Regions from separate parts of the Sus scrofa genome. Here region 1 is linked to region 2. A link is a contact called in public HiChIP or PLAC-seq data. All regions are on one chromosome and are shown on one strand. The core of a region is the stretch at or near the end of the contact, and the rest is flanking DNA. Distances in the headings are between cores, read along the strand shown. Region 1 has its middle 13 kb from the start of NRROS. Region 2 overlaps PIGZ (GPI mannosyltransferase 4).

What was found. HiChIP or PLAC-seq counts read pairs in DNA pulled down with a chosen protein or histone mark.
Region 1: an H3K27ac HiChIP or PLAC-seq map of alveolar macrophages shows a contact between it and region 2. The contact joins two enhancer-like sites. A contact is called at or near these places in 1 of 47 Hi-C or Micro-C datasets (embryonic fibroblasts) and 1 of 2 datasets of contacts at active chromatin or transcription factors (alveolar macrophages).

Annotation. Positions count from the first base shown.
Region 1 is chr13:133,507,156-133,511,122 of Sscrofa11.1, forward strand. No RefSeq gene overlaps it. Among named protein-coding and RNA genes, the nearest start is that of NRROS, 13 kb to the left of the region's middle. Within about 2 kb of position 2,621, at least 23 of the 83 cell types and tissues checked have an H3K27ac peak or open chromatin away from gene starts, as enhancers often do. A contact at or near this core is called in alveolar macrophages, where this site is marked.
Region 2 is chr13:133,181,149-133,185,135 of Sscrofa11.1, forward strand. PIGZ (GPI mannosyltransferase 4) reads left to right here. Exons shown (of 7, transcript XM_021070121.1): 4 at 1-2,008. It overlaps NCBP2 (nuclear cap-binding protein subunit 2), which reads left to right. Exons shown (of 5, transcript XM_003358764.5): 2 at 1-2,008. The coding sequence starts at 1,931. Among named protein-coding and RNA genes, the nearest start is that of NCBP2, 5.9 kb to the left of the region's middle. Within about 2 kb of position 1,978, at least 67 of the 83 cell types and tissues checked have an H3K27ac peak or open chromatin away from gene starts, as enhancers often do. A contact at or near this core is called in alveolar macrophages, where this site is marked.

The DNA.
Region 1 (3,967 bases), core at 1,371-3,870, 330 kb after region 2:
CTGCCCACCTCCCCCTGGTGCTAATTTGCACATGTGGACCTCCAGCCATCACATCCACATTCATCTGCCATCCTTCCAAGAATTCCTCTCCTGCTCAAGTGAGCCACAATCAGTTTCTGTTGCTTGCAGTCAAGACTTCTGACTCAGAAGGGTTAGGGTTAGGGTTAGGGTTAGGGTTAGGGTTAGGTTAGACTCATTCTTTTTTTTTTTTTTTTTTGACTTTCATTTTTTTTAATTACTCAATGAATTTATTACATTTATAGTTGTACCTGACTCATTCTTCAAATGGGAAAAAGAAAAACACAAAAACAACAACAACTCTTGAAGTCGTAAAAGGTGATGGGCAAAAGATGAGAGGAAGGGGAATAATGGAGGTACTGGGAATTGGAAAGGTGAAATAAACTTTTTCCTGGAAAGAGCAGAAAGCAGTGACAGTAGCAAGTCCTGCTGGAGTAAGACATTATTCCAACTGTGACCAAAGCTGCTGGACTCAGGGAAACTAGGACTGCAGTTCAAGTGGCACAGCTCAAAAACAACAGTCTGCTACCCTAGAAGGATTTCACTCAAGTGAAATGAGAGAAGTGAATTTAGAGAAAGTAGTGTCTGATATTCTGAGGTGAGGTTTTTGGTAAGTCTACTTTAGGAGTAGTTAGACTTGGAAACGCATAAAAGAACAGGAGTTAAATGTTAGCCCAAAACTTGGTAATAGTATAGTAAGAACTGAAATATTTGAAACATGTCAAAATGTTGGTGAAAACATTAATAAGCAATGCATTGTATAGGTGAAATAATATCAAATCAAACTAGAAGAATTGAGAGAATTTACTTATGATAAATATGTGATAGACATTTGTATTTTGGATTATAATTACTGTCTAAACTATTCTGAAATTATAATTCTATACAAATTTAATGAATATGATAATTGGAATTATTTACAAGAAAATAATACTTTCTAAGTGTATAGTGGTTTATGGATTCAATTTGGAATTTAAGACTGTTTCAGTGAAATGATAATTTTTCTTTTTTTTTTGAAAAATGACAGATGCAACATTTATTTTAGGTTCTTTTTAATTTTTTTCTTTTTTGTCACAGCCATGGCATGTGGGAATTCCTGGGCCATGGATTGAACCCATGCCACATCAGTGACCTGAGCCACAGCAGTGACAATGCCAGAGCCTTAATCTGCTAGGCCACCAGAGAACCCCTGACATGTTACTTTTTCCATTTTAGGATTTCTTCAATCTTACGGATTGGCGGAAAATAATTAACAGAAAGTTTGTAAAAGAAACAGATTTATATAGGCTTTGTTCTATGTTAGACACGAATTGGATGATTATCAGTAGAAATGAGCTGCTCAGTTAGTTGTGTGGCCTCTCCATGCCTGTTTGCCTATTTGTAAAATGCTGATATTAATAATACCTACTTGGATTTCCTGCTGTGGCTCAATGGAATTAGCTGTGTCTCTGCAGCGCCAGCACCCAGGTTGAATCCCCTCCCAGCACAATGGCTTAAGGATCCGGCCTTGCTGCAGCTGCAACATAGGTCGCAACTTCAGCTTGGATCTGATTCCTGGCCCAGGAACTCCATATGCCACAGGGCAGCCAAAAACAAGAAAAAAGAATAATAGCACCTCCTTTGTAGAATTATTCTGAGCAAACTAAATAAGTTAATACTATAAGCCCTTAGAACAGGGCCTGATGATGTACATTAAGAGCTCAGTGATTTGTTAGTTGTTTTCACGGTGGTTATCATTTTTTTACAATTACTCGTCAGATGTACTCTCAGTGATTGTGGGAAGGAAAGCAGACTTGGGCAGAAATTTAATTGAAAAAAAAAAAGGAGTGTCTGTCGTGGCACAGCAGAAACAAATCCAACTAGGAACCAGGATTGTGGGTTGTGGGTTCAATCCCTGGCCTCACTCAATGGGTTAAGGATCCGGTGTTGCCGTGAGCTGTGGTGTAGATCGCAGACGTGGCTCAGGTCTGGCATGGCTGTGGCTGTGGCGTAGGCCGGCAGCTACAGCTCCGATTAGACCCCTAGCCTGGGAACCTCCATAAGCTGTTGGTGCGGCGCTGAAAAGACAAACAAAGGCCCCCCCCCGCCAAAAAAAAGAAAAAGAAATTTAATTGAAAAAAAAAAAAGACTTAAAAAACCCAAAAGGCACGGAATTCCCCAAACGGATCCAACTTTAGAAAAAATAAAAAGAGCAGAACTGTTTAGAGGAGGATCCAGAGGAAAGAGTCATTCTGCTTGGAAACCCATCACCAGTCTCAAGCGGCCCCCAGAGGTGTGCCGCCATCCCCTTTCTCCCAGCCAAGTCTGCAATGAATGCGAAATGGCCCGTGGCGGGGGCAGGGGTTTAAGAAAAGCCTCTCCGTGTTACTTGTGAGCGGAGCGGATGAAGAGATACTGGGAGGTAACCAAGGAACCTTAGGAGGGTAAACCAAGGAACCCAACAGCCAAGAGGGTGTTGGGTTGCAGGTCACAAGGATTGAAAGCTGAGGGTGGAAGGAGAGGAGAAATCCAGAAAGGATGTTGCGGTGGGAATTACCACAGACAGCTCCCACAACCAGATGCAGGAAATGGACCACAGCCTCTCCGCGTCACAAAGGCGCCGGGGAGGAGGGGAGATGCTGACGGGAGATCTTCCTCAGGCCCGGCCGGCTGGAGGTCTACGCAGCTCAAACCAGACCGGGAAGCAAGCTCTTGTAACCCGAGACAGAACATGGGCTCTGGCGTCAGACTCTGGCACCGGTGTTCATGCTGCACCACCTGCCAGGAGGACGAACTTGAGCAAGATACTTAGCTTCTCTGGGCCTCAGCCTCCTCACGGGAAAGGCGCCTTTCACACAGCAAGGGCTCAATAGAGCTTAACGAGTATTATTGCTGGTGGGCAATTTCGTCTTCCAGAGAGGAGAGGAAGTAATAAGGGGAACTGCCACTCTGAACCTAAATTTGGCCAAAAGGAGGAATTGGGTGGCAGAGTGGAAGTGACAGGAGCCTTGGGAGAGAGCAACTGTGTCTTTTCAAAGTTTTCGATCGTAAGAGACACGGCAGGACACTGTTAGATGTGTTCTCCAGATTTTCACCGTTAAAAAACAAAACAAAACAAAACAAAAAACATGGCTTGAGACTTTAGAGAGATGCTCAAGAATCTGGTTTTCTTCTTAAGAACATTTGCTTTACCTGTGAAATCTCAAGTCTGTAAAAAAGCGGAAGGGACTCAAAGAAATCATAGTTACATATGTGTTTGTTTATTTGATGGTAAGAAAAAGTGAGCCAAAGATGGATGGGGATGGAGCAGAACCACTGACGGACACTAAGAGGTGGAACAGATGTCTAATTTGCTTTTGAGAAAGTGAAAGCCTCACATGAATTGAGGCCTGTAAAGGGCTTCATAAAGTCATATTCAAAGCAAAAAGGGGATACATTTTTTTGTGGTCAAAGTTGTCATGTTGGTGGGTGACAAAGAGAAAGCAGAACTCAGTTTGTATTTTGCTTCTGTTTTCTCTGTCACAGGGAATGTTCTTAGAACAGAAACGCCCAGGGGAAAAGTTAAGCCGAGGTGGGAGGGAAAAATTGCAGAAGACAACCCCAGCGTTTCTCTTTGAATTCCAAGAATGTGACCAGCCACATTATTTGCCAGAGTGTGGGGAGACATGCAGATGAATTATCCTTGAGGCACTGTCTAAGGGACAGACCTCTGGAGACAGGCACTTACTGCCATTTCAAAACAGTGAGAAAATTCACTTCCACACATCATAAGCCAGTGTATTTATGGCTAGTACCAGACTCAAAATGCATTATTACTGAGATGGCTCATGGGTACCTCAAAGAGACAGCAGTCACTAGGGCTAGAGAACATTTCCATCCCTGCCATTTGGTCCCCAGGGAGGTTTGCAATACTGACATTTCAAATGAATGATACTAATACTGATGAATTCTCAGCAGGAAGGCGCGTTCT
Region 2 (3,987 bases), core at 728-3,227:
GCAATTCCTCATGTTAAAGTGGCTGTTAAGGGGTGGGATAACTCACAGAGAATGCAATTAGCAAGTGCCAGTACAGATTATGTACTCAATATGTGTTAACAAGTATTACCTGGGCCCATGGTCCCCAAGAATCCTAATCCACTTTGCCAGAGAAGTACCACACTCATTCTGAAACCATGGGTAATGAGTCAAATCCATTTCACCTGCCTTCACTAATCGAGTTTTTTTTTTTTTTTTTTTTTTTGCTTTTTAGGGCCACACCTGTGGCACATGGAGGTTCTCAGGCTAGGGGTCGAATTGGAGCTACAGCTGCTGGCCTACACCACAGCCACAGCAGGATCTGAGCCATGTCTACAACCTACACCACAACTCATACCAACACCAGATCCTTAACCCACTGAGTGAGGCCAGGGAACCATGCAACCTCATGGTTCCTAGGCAGATTTCGTTTCTGCTGCACCACAATGGGAACTCAAGGTCGTTTTAAGACTTGCATCTCCTTCACGTAGCAGAAGCCTACCTGAACAAGATGTTTGACAGAGTTTTTTTTTCCAGGAGCTTGTAGTCGGCTATGTCTAGTTAAAGCTGAGCTGGTTAAGGCTGGATACGACCAAGTAGACATGCTCCTGACCTTCTGACATCAAGAGAGTGGGAAAACTCTACCCTCACTTGGTGCTAAGAGCCTCCATTTTTCAACATGTAGACACTGGCAGCTTAGCTACACTTATGAAGGACTACAATTACCACACCTTTGGCCAACTGCCTTTCCCCTACATTCCCCAGGCCACGCCTCTTCTTTATCCCAGGCCCCTTGCTTTGGGGAAGATGGATCTGAGGTTAGCTCTCCCCCTCCTCCCTTGGCTACCTTGGAATTAAACCCCGTTTTTGCAAACCTCTGCATCTCAGCGTTTGGCTTGCAGCGTGGGGCAAAAGAACCTTGTCCGGTAATAATACCCATTACTCAGCTCACATATTTAATCAGAGGAGTTTGGCAACTGCAGGACTGTCTTCCATCCAGGATCTCCCCTGGGAGTGGTGCCCTGCTAGAGCAGTGAGGAGGCAGCAGTATCGTTTTACGTTTTCGTCCTCTTCGCTGAGGGCAGATTGTCTTTCCCGCTGTACTCTGGTCCATGGCTCTCTGCCCGTGGTACATCAGGGCAGTGTCTGTCTTGCTTTCTGTCAGGCTTCCAGTGCTTTCTTCATACACTGTGTCCTATCCAAACAGAGGGCTTCACCAGGGCTGTCGGTTTGGCCTGGGCCCTTTGATGAGTGGGACCTGAGGAAGCGGACGGTCTTAGGATTCGGAGCTGTGCATGGTGTCCAGGATGACTCCTTAGCGCCAAGGCCAGTGTGGAGCTCAGAAAGTCTAACAGGCCACCTCGGCCCGGCACAGCGTGGGTTTAGGGGTTTGCTCCTGGGCCCTTCTGACTACCTGGTGGTGGCCGCGGGCGCTCCCGGAGGCCGCGGCGTAGCTCCTGAGTGAAGGTGTCTTTGAAGCGCGCAGCGCGGCGACCCAGGGAACCCGCGGGCCCAGCCGCGAGGGCGCGAATGCGTCGGGCCGCGTCCTGGCCACGCAGCTGGGCCTGCAGCAGTGCGAAGGCGGTGAGCTGCGCCGCACGCCGGATAGGCCGCGATTCGGAGAGACGCTCCACCAGCTGAGGGCTGTGCAGCAGGGCCGCCAGCAGCCGCCGTAGAACCATCCTCGGAGCGACTCGGAACCCGGAACACGCCGCTCTTGCTTCTGATCGGCGACGTCAGACAAGGAACCACGTTTGCGTCGGCGCCGCGGAATGACGACACTGCCGCGCTGGGATTGGGTCGCGGGACCTTCACTTTCGGCAGCCGCCTTTAGTGCGTTTCCGGTTCCGCCACCGCCGCGGTGGCCGAATTATTCTTGGGGTGGAAGCGTCGTCGGCTAGGACTCTGCACTATGTCGGGTGGCCTGCTGAAGGCGCTGCGCAGCGACTCCTACGTCGAACTGAGCCAGTACCGGGACCAGCACTTCCGGGTGAGTGAAGCTGGGCCGCGAGAAGGGGAGGTCCCGGGCCAGAATGCTGAGAATTGGCTTGCTTTTGTCTCTTTGTGTCGTCTCCCATTCTCGCTAAGCCGGGCCTCGGTGCCTACTGGGGAGTGGATGCTGAAAGGGCGTTTGGTTATCACCAAATCCCTTTCTCTCCTAGGAGGGGAATTTGAAACTCCCTTTTACATCCCCTGGTAGCTGCTCCCTGTTCCCCGGCCGATGCAGATGGGCGGCTGTAGTAGCGGTAGCTCACATTTTCACAAACTGTGACTTTGCGATGAGGGGAAGGGGTATTCTTTTGATATGTGGAGCGTGTGAAGGCACCTTCTTGACTGAGATACCGGGGCTTTTAATTATTTACCTTAAATTAGATCAGCCTAACTGTGCTTTGGTGTTTCGCATCCATTCCCTTGGGCAGTAAAACGGCCTCACAGAGTTGTACCTGGTGGGTGGGAGACAGAGTTGAGCCTTGCCTCCACCTTTAGGGAGCCCTCCGAGTGGACCATCATGTTAGGTGTCTGATTGTCAAGATTAGAGAACTGCTGAGGGAAATTTTCGGTTGGCCCACATCATAGCAGATTCTGTGGGAAGGGGGAGGCTGCGGGTTTTTAAGGTGAGGTCTTCAGTATCAAAAAAGGTGGGGGTGGGGTGAAGGCGCCACTTATTAACTGTTGGTTATTTGAAAAGTTTATATTGTACTGTTGCTGAAGCCTTTTGCTAAACTCTGGAGGGAGAGGGAAGAGTTTCCACACCCTAAGAGTTCATAATCCTCTAGGGTTTATAGGATTGTAAATGGAAGGACGGTGGAAGTGTAGGGATTTACAGTGGAGGCAGGTAGTCTAGAGCAGAAATGATGAATGGAAAGAGAGGGGCTGTGAGAATTCAGAAAATTCTCCTGTGACTGGGAAAGGAGTGGGCACATAAAGAAGAGGGTAGGTGTGGAGAATGTTTAAAATGTGTTAGTAGGCTAGGGAAACAGGAAATTTGAGGCCAATATCATACCTTAAATAAGTACTTACACTACAGCTATCTTAATTTAAATAAGTACACTACAGTTGTCTTAATTGTAGGCTCTATGTTGGGATACTACTTATATGAAAAGAAAGGAATATGCCTCTTGATCATAATTTTAACAAGTCGGTAATATAAAGTAGTAATATAAATTATTTAATTCTCATTTCAAAGTCCTGAAAAAACCTATTTTTAACATAGAATGATTCCTGTCAACTTTTTAAGGAAATAGGGTATTGAAGACTGGGTTTGGATTCCAGCTACAACTACTGATGAGCTGTGTGACTTGGACAAGTTACTTAGCTCTTTCCTCATGCAGAATGAGAATAGTAAATTAGGACCTACCTCATTCAGCTCTGAGAAGTAAATGAGACTTCATACATGGCAATCTGACCTGTAGTCTCTTGATTCTCCCTAGAGGCAAACGTATTACCTGTCTCTTATGTATGGTAGCTGGGTACATTTATACTTCTAAGAAATATAACTCAGAGCATGTCCTTCACATTGTTCTGTGCCTCCCCCCCCCACTTTGCTCCCTATCTTGGAGATGCTCTGTATCATTGCAGTAGAAATACATTTTTCTAGGGGTTGTATAGTTTTATACTTATTGATGTACCACAATCTTTCATCATTTTCCTTTTGACATGAGTTTAGATGGTTCCTGTTTTTGGTCTACCACTGAATGGGATCACCGAATGAGATTACTCTGAGTCTTGTGCTAAAAGCGTTCAGAGATGGATGCAAAATCTTTTTTTTTTTTTTTTTTTTTCTTTTTAGGGCCATACCTGCCGCATATGGAGGTTCCCAGGCTAGGCGTCGAGTTGGAGCTACAGGTGCTGGCCTACACCACAGGCCACAGCAACTCAGGACACAAGCCTTGTCTGCGACCTATACCTCTACTCACAGCAAAGCTGGATCCTTAACCTGCTGAGTGAGGCTAGGGATCGAACCCACAA